2 separate regions of the Mus musculus genome follow, and region 2 is linked to region 1. A link is a contact called in public HiChIP or PLAC-seq data. All regions are on one chromosome and are shown on one strand. The core of a region is the stretch at or near the end of the contact, and the rest is flanking DNA. Distances in the headings are between cores, read along the strand shown.

Region 1 (5,282 bases), core at 246-2,745:
TTGTTGTGCAAACTAAACAGATTGGCATGTTGAGAGGCAGTGCTTGGGCCAGGTCTTTAGAGATGGTGACAGGAGCCATACTGCCTCTCAGCTACTTGGCTACACCAGTACCATTTGTAGACTGATGAGTGAAGGCTGCGCCAATGTCTGTCTGGCCTGAGTGCCGGGGATCACAGGATCGTGGCTAGACCCTAGTGACGTGTTCCTCCCAGGTGAACTGTAAAAGAGGTGAAAGAGTGTCTGTGCTTTATCCCTCCCCTGCTCTCTCTGTGTGACATGCTGCCTGCTTACCATTTCTGATCTGAATCTGTAATGTTTCCAACTCTGATGTTTCAAGTCCCCTGTCTGGAGGTAGGCCGTTCATACACTTTCTTTGTTGGCCTTCATACCATGCCACGTTCCCATCATGGTTAAGAATTCTTTCCGCTTTCCAGTTATGCTGTTCCTTCTCATCAGTTCTCACAGGGTCTCTCATAACTGCCGCTGCCTTCAACACAGAGCAGCAGAGTGAGAAAAGCTCGCGTGGATCACATTTATCAGGACGTGACCTTAAGACAAGCCACTCAACACCTTTACACCTCAGATTCCTCCTCTGTGCAATAATTAAGAGTGCCTGCCTCCTTAGTGTTTCTCTGTGCCAAGCTCATAGGAAGCCCTCAAAATCAGTCATTGTAGTGAACCTCAAGGAGCTTACTAAAGAAGGTCAGCAGAACTAGCTAGGCTGTGTGCCTTGATCTTATTTTTTAATAATTCTTTGCCCTCATGGGTCAGTGTGCCTCACTTTATAGGGATGTGTAAGTTGTGCATGAGTTAAGGAAGGCCATTTCACTTAGCACGCCTGAGCTAGCAGAGGCTCAGATCAGCTCCCTCAGAAGGACAGCTGTTGGCTTTCCCACCTCCTGACCCACCTTCTTGTGGTCCCTTTCTTGTATTTATTTTTTCTTTGCTGTCTGACATGGACTTGTATCTGTTTCTTTTCTTTTCTTTTCTCTTCTTTTCTTTTCTTTGTTTCTTGCTCATAGTGGTGTTTCTTCCTCAGTAGTTGTTCAACACCAGTGGTGGCTTCTTGTGCATCACTTGTCCCACCCCTTCTTTCTAACTCCTGCAGTGGGACCTGATAGGCCAGCTTGTCCCGCTTCTGCAGCCAGATAGACATCTCTAGGTTGCTGGATCAGCCTGTCTCCCCTGGTGATTTTAGCAGTGCAGCTAGAGGAAAAAGTATAGCCCCTGGCTACCCTGGATCTCATCTTCAGCTTCAGAGTAATTGGAATCAAGCACTATACACAAGTAAATGATTTAGGAGCTATTCCTATTCACACATCTATCACTGGGGATAGGAGTCTTGTCCTTTGATTCCATGTTACGGAAAAGCAGAAATATTCGCAAGACAAGTGGGTAAGGGAAACTTGTTGTTTGTGGAGCTAGTTCTCCCTTGATACGAAGCAGATCTTTGTTTGGAATGTAGCAGTCTCTGGTGCGGTGAGTCAGGCCTTCCACTGGTTTGCATTTTTCATTAGTGTATCATTTAAGGAAATCCTGTGGTCAGGGCCTTGGAACAAGCCTGTGTTTATTCTTCTGCTAAAATAAAAAAAAAAAAAAAAAAGCAAAACACTTAATAATGTATCTGAAGATAAAGTTGTGTTTCTGGAGCTGTTTGCCTAAAATTTGGAAGGGGAACAGTTTTCAGTGCTTATTGTAAGTCTTTTCAGACTTTTTGATGTCCTTCATTCCAGTGTGGATCATAGAAAGTGGGACGTTCTTCTAGTTTAAATATTATAGATACTTGTAGAACTAGGGCTTCTGATTAACATCAGTGAGTTCCTTATTCAATAAAGGATTGATTTTTATCCTAAGTGTCTACTGAAAAGGACCACACCAACGTTTTGTTTAGTATATCTAACACCCCACATGTATTGTTTTATTTAGCAGCTCTAGAAAGAGTATAAAATACATTTTTCTTTACATGCTGAGTATTAAAAGAAAATCATGATGGTTTATAGTGCTTTGAAGTTACTCCTATTTGAATTTTTGAAAGAATACAGTTCATATGACCTTTTCTGGCTGCTAAGCATATTCATTTTACTCATCCTATAAGCATTTATTCTAGACATACAGTTATAAGAGTGTGTTAGTTACTAGGAATAGAGGTCAAGTGTCAGCAATTTCAGTTAAGATGAGATCCTGTGACTATACTCTTGGGCCCTTCAGGTCCCCCCTTATCGTTGACTTGGCGTCCTTCCATATGGGCAAACATCACCACATTAGGCTGGTTGGATTTAGGAACAGAAACTTGCTGTTAGCCCAGTCTGGCCTCACACTTACTGCACTCTTGCCTCAGGTTCTTTAAGAGCAGGAACTGCACATAAATTTCCCAGGGGCACTTGTACCTGGAGGGCTATCAGATTCCAACTTAACCACACCAAAGTCCATATGGCTCTCCCCACCCATGATCTCATCTCAACCTCTCTCACCGTTAGAGATCCCCCAGGCTCCTCCAAGCCTCCCACCATGTTCTTTCTCTAGTACTTTCCAAACTTGCCTCTGGAGCTTGTATCCTCCCAGAGGCCTGATTGGCCCATGTTTCCCAAGCACTTGGGGTTATCTCAGGATCTGCCTTCCCATTTACTGAGCTTCTGAGGAACCAAATGCCCTCATAGGCCATTGGAGCCTGGAGTCACCTTCATATCCTCCTCATAGAAACCCCCATGAGTAAGAGGCAGCTCTCTGTTTAGTCTCTGTACTAGACTGTCAAACTCTGGACTTGGGCAAGTTGTTTATATTCTCAGGGCTTGGAGTTTTGCTTTTGGTTAAATAAATATGAAAATTAGGCTATATCATCCACATGTAGGGTTCTTCTAGCTCTATAGTACTATAAAAATGAGGCTAACCTTTGGCTTTTGGAAATTGGAGTTTTTCCATTTCAACTGAATCCTGGTTAACACAGAGGATAATGAGCTTCATTGAGTACAAAGACCAGCTGGCCAAAGCTCCTTGTCTAGGAGCTGCATAGTCCGAGTAGAGTGGCTTGATGAGGTGGGGGTAGCACAGAACATACACCTGCTGGAAAATCCCCTCAGAGGGGATAAGTCAACACCACACACTGCTCTGCTTTCCTTCCTCTGCTGGATAAATTATGACTAAGAGCTTTATTTGGCTTATGCTTTAAGGTTACGGTGCATCATTCAGAGAATTCAGGGTAAGAAATCTTGACAGAACACCATTTGCAGGCTCAGGGTTGTTTGTTTGTTTGTTTGTTTTATTTTTTGAGCTTTTTGAGACAGGGTTTCTCTTGTGTAGCCCTGGCTGGCTGTCCTGGAACTCACTCTGTAGACCAGGCTAGCCTCGAACTCAGAAATCCGCCTGCCTCTGCCTCCCAAGTGCTGGGATTAAAAGTGTGCGCCACCACTGCCCGGCAGCTTATTTTCTTATACAGCCAGAGACTACCTGCCCAAGAGTGATGTCAGCCACAGTGGGCTGCCCAAGAATGGTGCTACTCATAGTATGAGTCAGTACTATCCCACAGACATGCCCACTGGTCAGTTGAAGCTTTCTTCTCAGATGACTCTAGGCAGGGTCAGGTTGGCGGTTAAAGCTAAGTAGCACATACATCTTATACTATAGGACCTTGTAATGTTGGAGAAATCTAGGAGACATTGGAAGCACCTGCTGAGCTGAGGGGAAAGAGACTTTTTTTCTAACTAGAAAATCTGTAAATGAACAATGTTTGTTTATTTTTTTCTTCCCCCATTTCATATGTGTATGAGTGTTTGTGCACCATGAGTGTAGTACAAGAAGGCCAGAAGGCAATGTTAAATCTCCTGGGGCTGGAATTGCAGCCATGTGCTGTAATATGGATTCTGGGATTCCAACCCAGGTTGTCTGAAAGGGCCAGTGCTTGTAACTTCTGCTGTCTTGCCGGCCCCTTTTCCTTGCTCTTTTGGGGGAATAAAGGGGAGATAGATAGATATTTTATCAATTATCTCTCCTTTTTTATTTTTTTAAAGAGAGAAGTTGTAAGGTATTTTAAAAGTAATCCTTATTGTAGTTAATGAATAAATGTGGTTAGTTTGAACGCCTTATTCTTTATCCTCAGGAGAACGTTCCAAAAAAGACAAATTATGGAATTCTTGCCCTATAAGTGAGAGGCATTGGACTAAGAGCTAATCCAGTATTAGACAATGCCTTCCTCAGGTGAAGACATATAAATACAAGCACTCTTCACCTCTGTGCATTCTATGAGGCATTCCGAAATGCACGCAGGTCACACGAGACTGTGGTGTAGTCAGTAGTGAGCAGGAGGACTGACGAGACAATGAGCATCGATCGGGTGGGATGTATACGACAGAACCGCATGTCTGGTTATGTGAATCTGCACGGTGTTTTAGAGCAGTCATAAGCAGCCATGAAGAAAGAACATGACTACCTAGAGCTCTGCTGCTGTTCTGCCCGACTGCCCTTGCTATGAGAAATCACAGGGGTTAGAGAGGCCCTGCACCCAAGGCAGAGGCCATGCTGTTCCAAAGACAAGAGCTGGCAAAGGTCTAAAGCGAGTTTTAAGTACCCAAGCATCCACTGCAGGATCTCCTTTCCAGAGGAGACTTTAAAGAGAACTGGAAAGGGGAACAGGTTTTAATGGGAGTGGAAAAGAAGAAATTGTTTGAAGCTTGTGGGGAGCAAGTGAAGGCTTGGGGAAAATCCCAAGGGAAATTCTCTGATCTTAAGCAAGCCCAAGGCCTGGAGGAAAACTCCAGCCTGTTTCAGTGAGTGAGTCACAGGTCAGGATCCCGAGTTACACAGACCGCTGTTTCTTTAGCCAGTTCAAGTTGTGAGTTTTGTAAATGATACTCTGGGGAGATTTTTATTTCTTCTTCGGAATTTCCTTTCCTATATTCAGTCTTCAAAGAATGAATGTGGGGGTATGGTGGGGGTGCTTTCTAGAAATTTGGGAATTGAAAAGAGCACAAAGGAGAAAGGCCTCCTTGGTGATTACCCCAAAATGGGTGCTGGGAGGAAATAAAGTAAAAGTATCAGAATTGAGACAGAAGCATTTCTGGATGTTAAGAGGAGACAAACCAGTGTCTATCACTGTCATACACAAATCTATCAGAAGAGCCAGAAACTATTGTACTCAGACTAGAAAAGAATGTGAGAAAGGCAGTCATGTATGCACACACAGTCTAAGAACTAACAAGTGCGGTTTATTGATCATCTGCTATGTACACCTTCACACTGCTAAAAAGTGGGAGTGAGACCCTGAGCTCACCAAGTATGGATTATATGCC
Region 2 (5,488 bases), core at 2,313-4,812, 250 kb before region 1:
GCCATGAGACAGAAGACACTGTCCTGGGTGGGACACACTGCTAGTGTTCTCTCCCTGAGCCTAATTCAGGAAGAACCAGTTACTCCTAATCCACGTCCAGGAAACTATCAGGTGGGTGTGCTTCCTAGAACTGGCTACACTTCCCTAAATCCCCCAGAGAATAGCTTCCTGTCAATCAGCCTCAGAGTGATTACAATAAAACTCCAGCATTCCTTTATAATAACAATAATAAATGCAAGTACCATCTGTCACGCATCTAATTGGCAAGCGAGGTAGCTTTTATTATCCTTTTGATAATGCTAATAATGACTAGCAGAGTGTGCCAGCCCCTGTGCTAAGAAACATCGGTGAATTCTTTCATGCAGTCCTCCCAGTAAACCTATGTGGCAGGTAATATGATTCCCGTTTTCTTAGTAAAAGGTCTGAGGCTTAAAGAAATGAGTCAACCAACACAAGCAAGTAAGAGAGAGGCCAGAACTGGAGGCTAATTCTGTCTCTCTGAGAAAGGTTATTCTGGTAGCAACATCTTAAAAGATGACAGTAGTATGTTAGTATGTTGTTTAGAAAATTGAGAATATTTTTATTCATTCTTTGACAACTTCATATGTGCATGTAATATATGTGACTCATTTCTCCTCTAACTCTTCCCTCTAACCCCCAGACTTCTCCCTCACGACATATTCTCTCCCTACCTTTATGTGCTCTTCTTAACATTTTAAAAAGATTTATCTATTTATTTACTTATTTAATGCAAATGAGTATGCTGTCTTCATGCACACCAGAAGGGGGCATCAGATCCTATTACAGATGGTTATGAAGCACAATGTAGTTGCTGGGAATTGAACTTAGCGCCTCTGGAAGAGCAGCCAGTGCTAGAAGAAAAGCCAGCGCTCTTTACTGCTGAGCCATCTCTAAAGCCCTCTTCTTAGCATTTCTAAAATAAAATTAAAAAAAAAACAATAATCATAGAAACCCCCATTAAATGAACTCATGAGGGAGACCAAACCACAAGGAAGAGACCTCATCTTGAGGGGTAGAGAGCAGTCTCAGTGTATGGAGGCATGGCCACCTAAGTTTGGATCTTAGTAAGATTGTGTCTGCTGGCATACTCAAGGCTTGCTCTTCTGTCCCTTAACTCTGTCTTCACTTTGTTCACTTTGGGTCTGACTGGAGCCCAATGCTTCATCTTCACCCCACATTCCAACTTGGTTGTTCCCCTGAAAAGGCCCATCTTCACTGTGATCCCTAAGATGAGCATACGGTCCCCAGAGCTGAATCTGTGGAGATACAAATCCACAGGGGAAATTGCACGTGGTTTCCAGCAACTCTCCTCTGTAGAGAGCATCTGTAAAACTGGATCCTCTAAAAACTCAGGGTGAATACGCATGTGCAGCGCAATGGTTCTTTTATTCCTGTGTTCATTTACCTACCGTGTGCCAGCTGGTTGCATGTGTCTCGCTGTGAGCTTTCACAACAACCCTTTCAGGTGGTTATTACTAACACCATTTACTACGTGGAAATCTGTGACCCCGAGTGGTGAAATGATGTGACCGCAGCACATAACAAACTCAAGGCAGAGTTGGGTGTCATCATAGCCGTGCAAGGTACCTGTCACTTGGTTACTTTTAACCCTTCCGAAGCTCAAGTTGAAATAAGTCCCAGTGCAATAGTATTGGGCGGAAAGGTGAGGTCTTCAGGTCATGGGGACTCTGCTCTGATGAATCGATTATGCTGATTAAGCTGAAGTCAAGCTCTTGCCTCTTGCACACCTCTTACCCACTGTTTTCCACCACAGGATGGCACAGCCAGCCAGTCCTCAACAGACAGGAGCTCCTCAAACGTTGGGCTGTCCAGCTTTGAGATCTATTTTTTTAAAAAAAAGAAATCTCTGCTTGATTTCGTTACAGCTGCCTTGAGTAGACCAAGACAATCCCTGCTGATTTGGAGCTGCCTGAGATGAAAATGGCACCCGTGACGCTTTCCTGACCTGATGCTTTAACAGCACCCGTGGTCAGGAGAGACAGCTCACAATCCATCTCTGACCATGTCTCTGCCCTTCCCTTGGTTCTTACTGGCTTGTCCCCCTTCTTTAGGGGACAACACATGCTTTCTCTCCCATCTGGACCTGCACCTGAACTCTCCTCTTTGCTGAGCATGTTCTGGTATCACACCTGTCTGTCCTTTCCCAGCCAATCTTAGGCTTTACTTTAGTCATTTGCATCTGAGGTTGTGTTCAGTGTTTGTGTGTGCTTCCTTTGCCTTGCTGATTGTTCTATACTCTTCTATGTTTGTTCATCTCCCCATTAGGCTGAAAACTTTGGCAAAGACGTGAAACCTGTTTGCTTTGTTCAGTGTACTATCGAATAAGACCTAACACCAAAGATGCTCATTGGATATGGGACCTGATGGTGGCTAGTTGTAGTCAGGCAGTGTCATTTTCTGAATTGTGGATGGCATAGTTTAACTAGGAATTCAATATTATTAAAAGATGCAGATTTCTTTGTGTGTGCACACTTGTGTGCACATTCTCACAGTAGGCAGAGGAGGATGTTAAGTATCTTTCCCTATCATTCTTTGCCTTGTTTCTATGAGTTAGGGTCTCCCCCCGAATATGCAGCTAGGCTAGTGTCTACAAGCCCTGGATCCTACCTTCTCTATCTCCACAGTTCTGGGGTTATAGATGTAGGTATAGCCATACTGGCTTAGTCATGTGGGTGATGCTTAGAACAAGTAACCAGGAGCCCCAGATGGGTTGAGGTAGAGAAAAAAAAAGCAGAAATAAGAAAGAGGATTTTAAAAATGTGATAAAGAGATTCCCATAAAAATAGGAAAGAAGGGAAGAAAAGGAAATGGAAGAAAACAGTACTTAGAACAGGATTTGATAAGTTTTAAGGACCTAACCATGAGCAGCAAGAAGGGCTAAGCTAATCTTCAAAAACTGATCTCAGAGTCACCAGAACTGCTTTAGGTTCTATATTGTGTTTTGAAGTGTTTGGGATGATTTTGGTTTGTCTGTTGTTGATATGTTTGTTGTTGTTGATGATGTCATTGTCATTTTTATTGTGACGGGGCCTTAAACTGCTATGCAGCTGAAGACGGCCTTGAACTTCTGACCCTCCTGCCTCTACCTCCTGAGTGCTGAAATCAGAGCACAGTCCCATCACACCTGGGTCACACTGTGCTGAGAACCAAACTCAGGATGTCTTCACGCTAAGCAAGCACTCTACCAACCAACCAAGCTACATTCCCAGACTGTTTTCTGTTTCTGAAACATCTTTGTTGAAGCATAGCCCACATGCAATGCGAGCAACCTTTTGACTACGTACAACTTAATGTACTTTGTTATCATTATGATTATCTTCACAGAATTGTACAGTCAGGCCTATCAATTTAAGAACATTTTTTTTCATTGCCTCAAAAGGAAACCCAGTATCTTCTAGCTGTCATCTTCCACACCCATCCTTTCCAACTGCAAGAAACCACTAATCTACTTTCTGTCTCCATGGGTGACTCGCCCATTCTGAGCATTTTATACAAATGGAGTCATACAGAATGTGGTCTCTCGTGACTCACATATTTGTTTTAGTATAATGTCTCCAAGTTTCATTCACGTTGTAACATCTGACAGTATGCCATTCCTTTCGATTTCTAAATATGACTCACCTGTACAGTTCCACATTTAATTCATTAAGCAGGAGGTAGGCACCAACATCTCTCATGGGAGTTACGGCCCACCCTTGTCCTATTGATACTCTTGGAGCCCATCATACACTATGGCTGTACCACCTGCAGAACTTCTCCTTGCTTGTGTTGTTAATCCAAACACACCACCTAGTGAGGAAGGGTCTTTGTAATTCATGTCCACTACATATCCAAGTCCCATCTTACTCTACTTCCAGTAGTTCCTCAAACAGACTCTATTCTCACGTGCCTTCATAATAATTCCCCCAGGGAGCACCATGAGACCAGATTCATCTTGGTCAGTTTTTCTTCTTAGTGTGTTCCAAGCACCTACAAGAATGTCTAGAACAAAATAGTTGCTCACACTTTGGTCTTCATTCTTGGACACTGTGCCCCTTCTTAGAATTGGGAACAAAACACCCATGGAAGGAGATACAGAGACAAAGTTTGGAGCTGTGATAAAAGGATGGACCATCTAGAGACTGCCATATCTAGGGATCCACCCCATAGTCAGCTTCCAAACGCTGACACCATTGCATACACTAGCAAGATTTTGCTGAAAGGACCCAGATATAGCTGTCTCTTGAGAGACTATGCCGGGGCCTAGCAAACACAGAAGTGGATGCTCACAGTCAGCTATTGGATGGATCACAGGGCTCCCAATGGAGGAGCTAGAGAAAGTACCCAAGGAGCTAAAGGGACCTGCAACCCTATAGATGGAACAACATTATGAACTAACCAGTACCCGGAGCTCTTGACTCTAGCTACATATGTATCAAAAGATGGCCTAGTCAGCCATCACTGGGAAGAGAGGCCCATTGGACACACAAACTTTATATGCCCCAGTACAGGGGAACGCCAGGGCCAAAAAAAAAAATGAGAATGGGTGGGTAGGGAAGTGGGGGGGTATGGGGGACTTTTGGGATAGCATTGGAAATGTAATTGAGAAAATTGCATAATAAATAAATAAATAAAATAGTTGCTCAATAAATAACCAAGCCTGTAACTGTTTTTGTTTGCATGTGTAGATAGTTTCAAAGGTTAGGTTTCTAGAGTGATTCTCTCTCCACCATTAAGACATTTAGGAAACTCCCTCACCTTGAGTGTGGCCCGGACTAATGACTTGCTTATTTAGTTTTGGCTAATATTAACTGGAATGTCCTTGAAACTCATTATGAAGTCTATATAGATAACCCCAAACTCTTGATCCTCCTGCTTGTATTTCCTTAATTCTACAGTCCAATCATCACTGTACCTACTTGTCCAACCTCCACCTCTGTTGGGTTTCATTATGTAGTTCAGGTTCATACATACATACATAGATGATACATACAAAGATGATTGATAGATAAATAGATAGTAGATACGTAGATACATACATAGATACATATATCCCACATTGACCTCAAACTTAGGGTCTTCTTGCCTCAGCCTGAGGGTTTGGATTATATGTATTGGCCACCATAGCCAGATTCTAATAACTCATCTCTAACTGACTAAATCTTAGCTACAGGATGTTACATTCAAGACATTATAAATCATCTCATTTTCTCTTGATTGCTCAAGCTAGGATAATCATGCTGCCATCTTGTGTAGAGACCTTTATGGTTCAGTGAAGAACTGAGACTCCAACGCCAGCAGCCAATGAGGAGTTAAGGGCCTCAGTCTCACAGCCTGTAAAAGGATGCAGCCTTCCCTCTGTCGCATTTATAAATGTACGAGTTGATCTCCCAGCCTCTGGTTGAGTCTTGAGATAAGACTGAGCCCTGGACATCAACCTGACTGCATTCTCATGAGTGATGTGGAG

What was found. HiChIP or PLAC-seq counts read pairs in DNA pulled down with a chosen protein or histone mark.
Region 2: a contact with region 1 is called in a FOXA1 HiChIP or PLAC-seq map of pancreatic cancer cells. The contact joins two enhancer-like sites. A contact is called at or near these places in 2 of 484 Hi-C or Micro-C datasets (the 3T3-L1 cell line and adipose-derived mesenchymal stem cells) and 1 of 115 datasets of contacts at active chromatin or transcription factors (pancreatic cancer cells).

Annotation. Positions count from the first base shown.
Region 1 is chr15:64,219,799-64,225,080 of GRCm38.p6, reverse strand. The region is part of intron 3 of Asap1 (ArfGAP with SH3 domain, ankyrin repeat and PH domain1); the gene reads left to right. Among named protein-coding and RNA genes, the nearest start is that of 1700010G06Rik, 92 kb to the left of the region's middle. Within about 2 kb of position 1,495, at least 85 of the 459 cell types and tissues checked have an H3K27ac peak or open chromatin away from gene starts, as enhancers often do. A contact at or near this core is called in adipose-derived mesenchymal stem cells and pancreatic cancer cells, where this site is marked.
Region 2 is chr15:64,475,430-64,480,917 of GRCm38.p6, reverse strand. No RefSeq gene overlaps it. Among named protein-coding and RNA genes, the nearest start is that of Gm46509, 25 kb to the left of the region's middle. Within about 2 kb of position 3,562, at least 41 of the 459 cell types and tissues checked have an H3K27ac peak or open chromatin away from gene starts, as enhancers often do. A contact at or near this core is called in adipose-derived mesenchymal stem cells and pancreatic cancer cells, where this site is marked.